Linked DNA regions of Mus musculus: regions 1, 2 and 4 are each linked to region 3. Evidence: chromatin contacts called from public HiCAR-type and promoter capture Hi-C data. All regions are on one chromosome and are shown on one strand. Each heading gives the region's core, a stretch centred on a gene start, on an enhancer-like site or on the middle of the called end of the contact. The rest is flanking DNA. Distances are from core to core; before and after follow the strand shown.

The links. Promoter capture Hi-C pulls out the DNA fragments that hold promoters and counts their contacts. HiCAR-type assays count read pairs that join an accessible place to other places. Capture Hi-C pulls out chosen DNA fragments and counts their contacts.
Region 1: a contact with region 3 is called in a promoter capture Hi-C map of adipose tissue, with 3 times the contacts expected there. The contact joins the promoter of Zscan10 here to the promoter of Ppp2r1a in region 3. A contact is called at or near these places in 4 of 39 promoter capture datasets (hippocampal neurons, liver and pre-B cells), 1 of 484 Hi-C or Micro-C datasets (rod photoreceptor), 2 of 115 datasets of contacts at active chromatin or transcription factors (astrocytes and embryonic limb bud) and 1 of 9 other capture datasets (adipose tissue).
Region 2: a promoter capture Hi-C map of pre-B cells shows a contact between it and region 3, with 6 times the contacts expected there. The contact joins the promoter of Paqr4 here to the promoter of Ppp2r1a in region 3. A contact is called at or near these places in 3 of 39 promoter capture datasets (hippocampal neurons, liver and pre-B cells).
Region 4: a contact with region 3 is called in a HiCAR-type map of astrocytes, with 5 times the contacts expected there. The contact joins the promoter of Zfp40 here to the promoter of Ppp2r1a in region 3. A contact is called at or near these places in 3 of 39 promoter capture datasets (hippocampal neurons, liver and pre-B cells), 1 of 115 datasets of contacts at active chromatin or transcription factors (astrocytes) and 2 of 9 other capture datasets (adipose tissue and liver).

What each region holds. Positions count from the first base shown.
Region 1 is chr17:23,599,555-23,602,254 of GRCm38.p6, forward strand. It overlaps Zscan10 (zinc finger and SCAN domain containing 10), which reads left to right and starts at 1,272. Exons shown (of 7, transcript NM_001289481.1): 1 at 1,272-1,405. It also overlaps a transcript of Zfp13 not described here.
Region 2 is chr17:23,738,982-23,741,681 of GRCm38.p6, forward strand. It overlaps Paqr4 (progestin and adipoQ receptor family member IV), which reads right to left and starts at 1,349. Exons shown (of 3, transcript NM_023824.3): 1 at 879-1,349. The coding sequence starts at 1,044. Kremen2 (kringle containing transmembrane protein 2) reads right to left here. Exons shown (of 10, transcript NM_028416.2): 10 at 2,218-2,700.
Region 3 is chr17:20,944,189-20,946,888 of GRCm38.p6, forward strand. Ppp2r1a (protein phosphatase 2, regulatory subunit A, alpha) reads left to right here and starts at 1,266. Exons shown (of 15, transcript NM_016891.3): 1 at 1,266-1,395. The coding sequence starts at 1,318.
Region 4 is chr17:23,191,969-23,194,668 of GRCm38.p6, forward strand. It overlaps Zfp40 (zinc finger protein 40), which reads right to left and starts at 1,260. Exons shown (of 6, transcript NM_009555.2): 1 at 1,107-1,260.

The DNA.
Region 1 (2,700 bases), core at 22-2,521, 2.7 Mb after region 3:
GGGTGGACACTCCAGATAGCACCACTGATTCCCGGAAGGAATCCTCCTCTGTATTTGGGAGCATGTAACTAAGAAAGCCCATCAATGCAAAGGGGAGAGTTTGACTTTAAAGTGGGCTCCAAAGGGTTTGTGGAGGTAACTTCTCCTGAGAGGCGGGGCGAGGCGGAGGGCGCTGTTAGTAGGACAAAGCCACTAGCAGGATTCTGGTGGGGGAGACTTTTAAAAGCTATATGGACTGAGGAACACTCATCTTTATCACATCTTCTTGTCGGTGTATGTTTTAATTTTTTTCTCACTACATTTATTTATTTACTTATTTATAGGTTGGGTGGGGGCACATGTGGAAGTCAGAGGACTACTTGTGGAAGTCAGTGGCCCAGGTTTTTGTTTGTTTGTTTTGAGGCGGGATTTCATGTAGCCCAGTGACTTCAGACTTCATATTAGCTGAAAGAGGCCTGCCTCCATTTCCCAGATGCAGAGATTACAAGTGTGCACGATCATGCCCAATTTTATGATGTGTGCTTCCTGCTTGGCAGGAAAGCATTCTACCAACTGAGATGTATCCCTTTGGTTTTGAGTTTTTGAGACAAGTTCACTCTGTTACACCAAGCCCATCTGGAATTCAGGGCACTCTTCCAGCCTTAGCTGAACCTGGAAAAGATAGCACTGCAGGTGTAAACCATCACACCTGCCTTCTGTCCCCCTCCTTTTCTACTTTGAGACAAGGTCTCACCACGTAACTATAACCTGTAACTCAATATGTAGACCAGGCTGGTCTTGAACTAATAAGAGATCCACCTGCCTCTGCCTCCTGAGTGCTGGAATTAAAGGTGTTTTCCACTCTAATTGACCTATTTTATTTTCTTACAACTGCAGTCTCATCTGTTCCTTGGAATGCAACCCCCACACCCCAAATCCACCTGGGGCAGGGCCTCATTCCTCAGTTTAGCTCCATGTCCTTAGAGCCTGCTGTTTAATAAACATGTAGATAAATATTTGTTGTATGAATGAAAAGCCAAGCAAAGAGGCCTACACACAGCAAGCACGTAAAACAGAAGCTCTTGGCCCCAAAAGGGCATCAGTCTGTCTCCGCGTAGATGGAGAAGCTCTGGCTTAGAGTAACTTAACTCTTACAGAAGCTTGGCAAAGTTAGAATCTGGAGTCATCACTTTTCCCTTGGTTTGTTTCTGGCTCCTCCCTCTTCCTTACCCCACCCAGACTGGGAGGTGAAGGGTTAATTCCTGGAAGCCCCTTTATCCCCTTACCTGAAAGGGATGGGTCAGGCAGGGAACTTCCTGTTCCATTTCCCGGGATTCCTTTCCCAAACTAGGCTACGCTGCCTCTTACCCTGAATTCTCCCAAGGATCCCCAAACATCTCGGCCTCAGGCGTCGGTACCTGGAGTGGTGAGTTGGAGGGCTGGGGTGTAGGCTTACAGCACTGTGGAGAGTGAAGGGTGTTTCGGGGGACCTACTGGTAGGCTGAGAGCTAGAAAAGTCTTGGTTATAATGAGCGGGTAACTCGTGCTGGAGACTCCAAGGCCACACAGCATGATGCATTTGTGGCCTTGGAGACATGAGGGAGGGTCCCAGAAGTGACGATGCCATGCGTTCCTAGCACCAGAAGGGGATCTCTGCCTTAAAAAAAAAAAAAAAAAAAAAAAAAAAAACAAGTTAACAGAGTTGAGCAAGTTAGACTGCTAGCAGAGAAAGGGGGTTATTTCTTGCAGAGGACCACTCTAGCTCCCTAGTGTGTAGGTGGATTTTATAGCAGTACCTACATACAAATTTAGACCGGCCAGATTTCACTAAAGAGCTTTCTCGCCCCACACCCAGCCAACCCCCTACAGAGGTGCATATTAATAGGCCTTTTGTCCTGGAGACCTGGGGGAGGGACAGGCTTTCTAAGGCCTACTTGCCTGAATTCCATCTCTTGGAAACCTCTGGCAAGTCCTCACCTAGAAATTCCAGCTGCTGTGTGGTTAGGCGGGCCTTTGACCAGAATCTAGAATTCTCTCTTTCTTATCTATGCTGTCATACTCCAAGCTAATACTGGCAAAATTTCATGGGGTAGGACGCAAATAGTGGGTTCGGAACCCCATTTCCACTTTAGCAAGCAGTATTGCAGCACCGGGTGAAGCTGTGAGTAAATCACCTTGGACTCTCTGAACCTGTAGGATTAATAGGTTGATCTAGCAAGTGAGTCCGGGCGGGATGAAGTGAGCAGCAGGCAACTGACTGGGCTGCTAAACGCTTGGAACTCACGAGCATCTGCTGCAGAGTGGCCAGAGTGACTTCACTCTCTAATTGTTTTTATTTTTTTAAGGTTTATTTATTTTATATACAGAGGGTTTGTATGAATGTGCATCTGCGCACTATAAGAGGGAACTGGGTCCCACCAACAGTTGGGAGTTGCCATGTGAGTTCTGGGACTTGAAGTCTCATGAGCTCCGGAAAAGCAGCCACGCTCTGAGCCTGGAGCGCCTCCATATCATATTTCATATGCTTCTTCAGACAGCGAAATGCAATGCTGTTTCCTGTGTGTGTGAGCCAGAAATTAGGGCTCGATGTGCTGGCTGGGCACAGGCCCTGAAGATACTACTCCAACCCCTCTTTGTGTTTTTATTTTTGAGAAAGAATCTCACTAAGTTGCCCAAGCCAGCTTTGTACTTCACTTAAGTCCAGGCGAGCCTGAAACTTTC
Region 2 (2,700 bases), core at 99-2,598, 2.8 Mb after region 3:
AGCCTGAGTTCTGATTAGGACAGGAGGGACATACCAGCCTCAGGGTTACTTAACATTGTCAAATGTCCAGGCAGATGGAGGCTTTGGGTCTTTTTGTTTTCCATAAAGAAAGCCAGGAAAGGCCAGAATGAGGGGAAAGGACTGGAAGAAGCCTATCCTGTCTCCACTGGGGCGCTTTCAGCTCTGTTCTTTCCAGTGCTGGCCTTTCTTGGACATTCCTCCCTTCCCCACAACCAGTTGGCATTGCCTTAATAGAGGACAAATGCAGGCATCAGCCCCACTCTTGGTGGGGGTCTGACTAGACAATAGCGCTCTTCCTCTAGAGAAAAGCCCAAGTCTAAACCTAGCTGGCTCTAGTTCCCTCTCCCAGCTGGGGCGGCTCAAGGACAGGCCAGGGCTGTGTCAGCAGAGCTCTAGGGGCCCGCAAGAAGTGTGTTGGGGGGCGGGGTGGGGGAAAGCGGAGCCCCACGGTACTGCTATGGTCGTGGGGACTCAAGGCTATCGCGAGGAAGGGCTTGGGTCAGGCAGGGGCAGTCTTCTCTCCAATTCCTCCTAGCCAGTGAACGCCCATCTCCAGGATGAGCGCTGGAGGGGGAGGGTGCCCAAGGCGCAGGATTATCAAGGGGATACCAGGATTCTTACCCCTAGAGCTCAGCCGGATTAAGCTGGCTCTCACTCTGCTCCCCTGTCCTGCTTTGGGGCACTACTGGGAAAGCAGGAGCTGGCAACGAAGCTTGGGACAATGGCAGCTTTGTCACCGCGGCGCCTGACCCAACCAGAGCAGGGACAGTCCAGGACTTGAGCTTGGGGGGCTGCTGTGCTCACAGGCAAGGCGGCCGCGAGTGCAAGAAGCGTGAATCGGGGCGCGGCTCACCTACCGTGTGTGTAGATGTTGCCCAGCTCGTTGTGTAGGTAGAAAAGGCTGCGCAGACAGCCCGAGCCGCTGCTGGCCGGCCGGTAGCCGGTTAATACGAACTTATTGAACTGCAGGTGCGGCGGCGAGCTAGCCCAGTCCAGGAGACGAGGCCCGGTCAGGAATGCCATGGCCTCACGCACTGCGGCCGACCGGCGACCCTCTGCGCCTGGGCTTCCTTCTCAGTGGAGCTGCAGCGCTGGGAAGCTCATCCCGATTCACCTCCGGCTATCCGGTGGCCCTGCCCGGGTCAGCAAGGAGGTCCCGGCCCCCTTCCCTCACGCGCTGCGCACGCGCGAGTTCGACGCCCCCGCAAGGGAGAGAAAGCTGGCAACCCCAGGTCGGAGCTCAGTGCATTCAGCTCCACCGTAGCAGAGCGGCGGAGGGAGAGCTCCGGTTGGCCGCAACGGCAGCCAGGCGTCTCGCCGCAGCCCGGAGGACGGGCGCGGCCGGACGCCGGAGGGGACAGCAGGCTCCACCCCGGCTCCTCGCCCCCGCCACCCTGCCTGTGTTTCGCGCGCTGGATTCCTGACGTTCTTGTTGCAGGGACCAATGGGCTCTGCGGACGGAGATGCTCCGCCCCGAGACCGCCCATGCCTTCTCTTTTTAACATATGCGGTTCCAGCCTTCTTTGCGTGGAGTGGCTGTTGGCTTGCGACGCGAGTTTCTGTGTCGGGCTCCTCCACTGGAGTGGCCTAGCACCTTGGGTCTACCAACATTATCACACCCCAGCTTTCTTAATGACCTTCAGGTTGCCGCACCTTTGGGCACCTACCTCAAGCACATAACCCGGCTACCCAGCTCTAAACCCACAGTCAGACTCTGTCCAAGGTGCTGCTGGCTAAGCGCCCCACCACCACCCCCCACACCCCCCAGAAGAGTCCTGAGCAGCGCAGGCGCTTACCCACTTTGGAGGCATATTTCCATTGGCGGGGAACCCAAGCGTCTAAGATGTGTGGTGCACCTGGAACCCTTAGCGAGGCCCAGCCCTTCCGGCCAGGCTGCTTCGAGCTTGGGTTCCACCCAATTCACTCCCTTTTATCGCCCACAAAGCACACCCTTAGCCCTGCCCAGTACAGGCAAGGAACGGGCAAAGGCAGGAGACCAGGGAAGCAAGGTCGGTTCTCTTCTACTCTGGCAGGGACAAGGAAGGCGCTTCTTCCTCATAAAACTACCCAAGACCAACTTCCACATCCTCTCATAAGAAAGCTCACAGTGTGGACACCCAGCATCCCACCTGCAGCCCCCCTGCCCACACCCTTATCGACAGGTTCTTCCTCGCGCAAAGAACTTGCTAAAGCCTCTACCAAAATAGGCCTTTTATTTTAAGTCTATACTGAGTCTTTAGATCACTTTTGTTTTGTTTTTGTTTTTGTTTTGTTTTGTTTTTTGAGACAGGGTTTCTCTGTATAGCCTTGGCTGTCCTGGAACTCACTTTGTAGACCAGGCTGGCCAGAAATCCTCCTGCCTCTGCCTCCCGAGTGCTGGGACTAAAGGCATGCGCCACCACGCCCGGCTTTAGATCACTTTTGTTGGCCCCTAACCTTTCATCGAGGGCAGCAGTCCAGGACCATCCCCAAAAGAGGCGCAAAGAACCCTGAAACCAAACACCACCCATCACATCAAGGTCCATGAATTAGGGTGTTGGATTCCCTTTGTCCTTTGGCTTCAGTCATCTGGACCCCAAGGGTCAGGCCAAGTTCCCAAATAGCACTGGATGCTTCCTGTCCGATCTTCTGGTCTTCCCGAGATGATCAGAGACCGAGCTGCTTTTAAAGGGGCACAAG
Region 3 (2,700 bases), core at 16-2,515:
AGGTAGCGTATAAACTGAAGTTTCTAAGCCAGACCATTTGGATTAACTCTTATGGGATGAGGCAATGGTATGGCTGTCTTTTGAGGGTTACACCATAGACCTTTGACTGGCCCGGAGGTCACTATGTAGACCAAGATGATGTCAATCTCAGAAAGATGACAAGTTTTTGCTTCCTGAGTTTCATGATTGAAAGCATGTGCACTTTCACACATGGCTATGCCTTCTGTTCGTTATCACAAGACCAAGTGTTTCCTATTCAGGGCCAGAGATATGTGATCTGCATCATTACTTAGGAACGCCTACTCTCTGTGAGGGGGGGGGGGTTGTTTGTTTGTTTGTTTGTTTATTTCCACTCTCTGTGAGGGTGCTTTCTCAATTTTCTCTCTAATTGGAGAGGAAGAAGGGGGAAGGGAGGAATGGAGGTGTGGGGGGGAGGATGATGGAGGAGGGGAGAGGCGAGGGGAGTCGAAAGGAGAAAACAAAAATCAAGTATAGAAATAGCCACGCTTTAACAACCTTGATAGCATCTAACAACCCCGCTATGCCCACCTTCTTCCCTTTCATATTTTCAACCTTAAGGAGAAAGGATTGTGATAGTTTTATATTCGCCTTCTAAGTGAATCACAGCGCCCAAGCTCATTATGAGGCAGAGGTCCATCCTCAAAAAACTTTCGACCTTGTTCATTTTTTACTAGCTACCTAGAAGCTCCCCGGCAGGATGAAGACTCGCTCTGGCCGCTCTATTTCTTCCGGGTAAGGGGGGTGGGTAATAAAGCCTTGAACGCCAAGAGCCCCAGAACCGCATCCTAGAAACCAAGCAAGGCAAATCTCCCTACTTAGGAGTCCCTCCTTTACAGAGACCGGTATAGCAGAACCAGACAAGCATGTCCTTCATTACGTCACGCATAGCTCCCAAGACTCCAGCTTAAGTCTTCTCCGCCTCTCCCCAAGGGGCCATCTTAGCCACCTCCCACCCTCGACTCTCATTGGCAGCTAGACCTGCTTGTTCCCGTGGTTGCTAGCAGCGACGTAGGCGGGCACAATCTTGGTCACTAAGATACTTCACTTCCGGTTCCTCTCGTCCTTCGGGAAAAACATCTCATTCGTCCGGCCAATGGTGAATGAGAAGTAGGCGGGACTTGGTTGGTTCAGACCAAACAGACGCGAGCTTGTGCGGCAATGGCGGCGGGACGGCCCCTGTAGGGCGGCTCGGGCGCCCCCACGTCCGCTTTGCGTCCTTTCCCCGGCACCGCCCCGCCCGATCCCGGATTCCGCCTGGAGCTCGCTGCTGCCTGATAGAAACGCCAGGGAGCCAAGATGGCAGCTGCCGACGGTGACGATTCGCTCTATCCTATTGCGGTGCTCATAGATGAACTCCGCAATGAGGACGTTCAGGTACGGGGATCCTTCCGTTAGAGTGTGTGGGGGAGATCGGGGACGGGGATCTTCGCGGAATGTGGGAGCGATGGCTCCGGGTTCTCCGGGAGTGGCGGAAAGCAGCGGCAGCCAATCAGAATTCAGGTCTCATCTTTCTTAATAGCAAGGTTCGATGAGATGGCAGCCTTCATTGGGTGCCCGGCCAAGCGGAGGGCAAGCCTCGAGGGTCCTACCTGAGTGCGCGCGGCCGCCCCAGATCTGGGCCTGGGCGGCCCGAGATAGGGTGGCGGTCTTGTTGCCGCCTGCCAGTCGGTGATTGGCGGCGGACTCAGAATGGCTCTTTGTAGAGAATCGGCGGGGGCGCGTGACCTGCTGAGTAGAAACCCTCAGGGGTCCTGGCGACCCGGGTAGAGTTCCCATTGCTTTTAATGTTTTCGTTTTAACTGGAAGGAGTGGGGACTGATATTGGGATTGGGGACTGATACCGAGATTTCTGTCCATTCTTCACCGACCTCCACCTTGTATTTTGGGTTAGCTCTCCTGAAGGAGGAGGAAGGAGGCGGTGAAAGTATCCTCTCCTGAGATTTAACTAGCCGTAGCTGGGGTGGGTAACGTGCACAGACCCACCTGTTCTCCGACCTGGTCCCAAGCCGGCCTGCCAAGAGAGTTGATAGTTCTGGTTCATGGGAGAAGAATGAGCCAGGACCCCAGAGTTGTCGGACTGCTTTGGATTTGAAAAAGAGGTCAGACCTCAAGGCCGCATCCTCTCACCTGAGGATGACCTTGTGTGCACATTATTTCATCGCCCCTGGCTTCTGTTTTCTACAAATAGCGGCTAATAATAGTCCTGGTTTCCCTCGGTGGCCGAGGAAAAGTAGTAAAATGAAACTGGCTGTATGTAAAGGCTCTATAAATGTTAGCAATTATTTTGGGGGTGTGGCTATTGTGGCACTGTGCTACAGCCCTCTGCTTTTCCTTTTATATAGAATTGTTCATGCTGCACTCAGTCACCTTCCTGAACCTGGGCCTATCCTCTAAGTCTTACGTATTTATGTGTGACTCTGGTTCCATTGTTGGCAAGACTGGATTTGTACTCCTGGATCTTGCAATTTTTGCAAATTGACTCAGGCAGTCTGTGTTTCTCTTCTGTTAAATGGGAATAATAATCTGGTTTTGGGTATACTGAATGAATTTATTTGCATATGTTCTGTAAACACATGCAAAGCATGAGGAATGTTATTGGGTCATAAAGGAGACCAGAGCTTGGTATAGTGGTGCATGCATGCTAGCAATCCCAGCACTCAGGAGGCAAAGGCAGTGTCA
Region 4 (2,700 bases), core at 10-2,509, 2.2 Mb after region 3:
ACTGAGTTTGCTGACTATAAAATCATGATTACACATTTCTGAATTGTGTATTTACACTCCAAATACTGTATTTATAGAGTGCTTACATCTCAAGACAGAAAATTAACAGGGAGTAAAATTTGCTTAGTAAACATTAATGTTTACAGCAGTAACTTTGGCATTTAATAAAGTACTGCTATGGGTAGCTGGCCAGAGATGACCACTCAAACAGTTTATAGCCCACTCAAAGTCTTTATTCCAGCCGGTTGAGACCACACCCAAGTGTTCAGGGACCTAAGTGTTTCTGTGAATGTCCAAAACATAGGGGTTTTAAGGGCAGGGACCTCATCCAGGCATCTTGCATAGCAGCTGCTGGGGCCATTCTGCAGAGTAAGTAGTTTGAAGCAAGCAGTTTTTAACAGTAGCTAAAATAGGAGGTTAGCCATCCTGATGGGAGGTTCCAGCACACCAGCAGCTAGGATCTAAGGTTGACTGGAAGAGGTTACTCAAAAACTTTAATCAATGGCTAAGTATGGTAGGTTAGCTAGGACATCCTGACCTAGAATAGAGTTGGGTCGTTTTTTTCATGGGATTCTCCATCAAGAAAATAATTTTTTAGTTAACCCTGGAAACGGTCTCAGCAGGAATACAACAAGATGGAGGAACCGCTACACTGTTTTGCTCTGTCACAGTGTATATTCTGATTCTATCAAATCTGCACTGGTTCTTCATGCGACTAGTATCTACAAAGCTTTCTGCTGTGCTTAGTCCCAGGGGCAAAGGACAATCTCTGAAATAGGCAAGTAGTAGAACACAGAAGTTAGAAAAAAGCATGCATGAATTTAAATTCCAGCAGCTTTGTAACTATTACAAAGCAATGAGAAGCCTGCTTGCAGACAACAGATGATGCAAATGCTCTAGCAGATTATTTTATGAAAATATTCTGGCCAGCATAAGATAAATGCAAAAATGACGATAAACCCCTGTTCATATGATTTCAATCTTCCCGACAATGGTAGGCTATCCATGGTTAAAAGATTATCTACTACAGAATTGTGAGAGCGGCTTCCTTTGAGCAGCCTCCACCCTTGCTCCCGCCCGTTTCCCAGCCCCGCGGCTCCTCTGACCTGGGCGTTCTATGGCTGCCGGGCTGAGGCTCAAGCTACAGCGCTGTTGACTAATGACTTTCTCAGGACTCCTCTCGCGGCACCTGTGGATGCCTGGAATTTTCACGCCCTCCTAGAGAAGCCCGTGTCCTCCACCCCGGATTCCGGACCTCGCAGCTTCCCCGGTCCCTCAGTGAATGGTGAATTTTTCTGTCACTCTGTGCAGGCTCCTTGGAGCACCGCCCTAGCTCCGCCCACCACACGCTGGTTCCGGTTACGTGAGGGTTTTTTTTTTTTTTTTTTTTTTTTTTGTAAGCCCACCCCTCCCAAGCTCTTCTCTTTCTTTCTTTCTTTCTTTCTTTCTTTCTTTCTTTCTTTCTTTCTTTCTTTCTTTCTTTCTTTCTTTCTTTCTTTCTTTCTTTCTTTCTTTCTTTCTTTCTTTCTTTCTTTCTTTCTTTCTTTCTTTCTTTCTTTCTTTCTTTCTTTCTTTCTTTTTTTCCAAGTCTATCCGATTGTTTTCGTTTTTAAAAACTTCCTCGCCTTCTGATCAGGCGAGTATCCCCGCTCCGCGGAGGCAGGTCCCTCCTAGTCAGTATTGGACAGCCTGTCACACAGCTCTAGCTGTCAGGCTGCGCTGCACACGCTCAGCACAGTCCCACCCACCCACCTACCAGGCTTGCTGACAGCTAGACCAGAACTGGATCTAGTCCGCTGCACCCAGGTCTGACCCAGACCGTGGCTTCTGAAGTCTTCAGATAGAAGTTATTCTGCCTAACTTTTCATCTTGAGATACTAGCCTTCTGGACTACAGCAAAAAGGAATCAGCCGACACCCTAAATTCTGACTTTTGTTCCGCTCCCAACATTATAGTAAACCTAAGGTTAAAATGCCCTTGACCTAAAACAGACAAACAAACAAACAAACAAACAAACAAAAAACCCAAAACAAAACAAAACAAAACAAAAAAAAACTATAGCTGTGTCCTTTAAGGAAAACACTGTAAGTGGTATCTTAAAGATACATAGCTCAAAAACCAAGAGTCAAATTCAAGGAGAACAAAGCAGGTTGAGCATGTAAATGAACTAAAAAAAGACAGGAACAAAATGATTTGTTGGGGGGAGGGGGCAGATAGCAAATGCTGATGGAAATGAGGACGACTTAAGATATGAAGATTGAATTCAATAAGTAGCTAGAAACATCGAAAAAGTCCAAACTGAAGTGAAGCAAGAAATCAAAACTGCAATGTCTAATAATAACTCAGAACAGGTAGGAGACAGAATATCAGGCTTGAAGACAAAGTACGGGAGCGGGATGTCTCAGTCAAAGGAAATGATGAATTAAAAGAAAATACACAAGTAGCACTGTTTAAAGGCAGAAGTGAAATTTAAACTGTGCATCCAACACTTATATGAAATAATTTAAATTTTAGACATTAACAACTCAATCTGGAGAGCTTTACTGGGAAGCTGGGTAATTATTTTCATAACTATGCAAATTGGAGTGACACTGAAAAGCCATCTGCATCCTTCTCTCACAGACCTTCACTATTACCAGCCAAACATCTAAAATTTTAACTTGGGGGAAGACATTTGAAGAACTCGGGATTTTGAAAGGA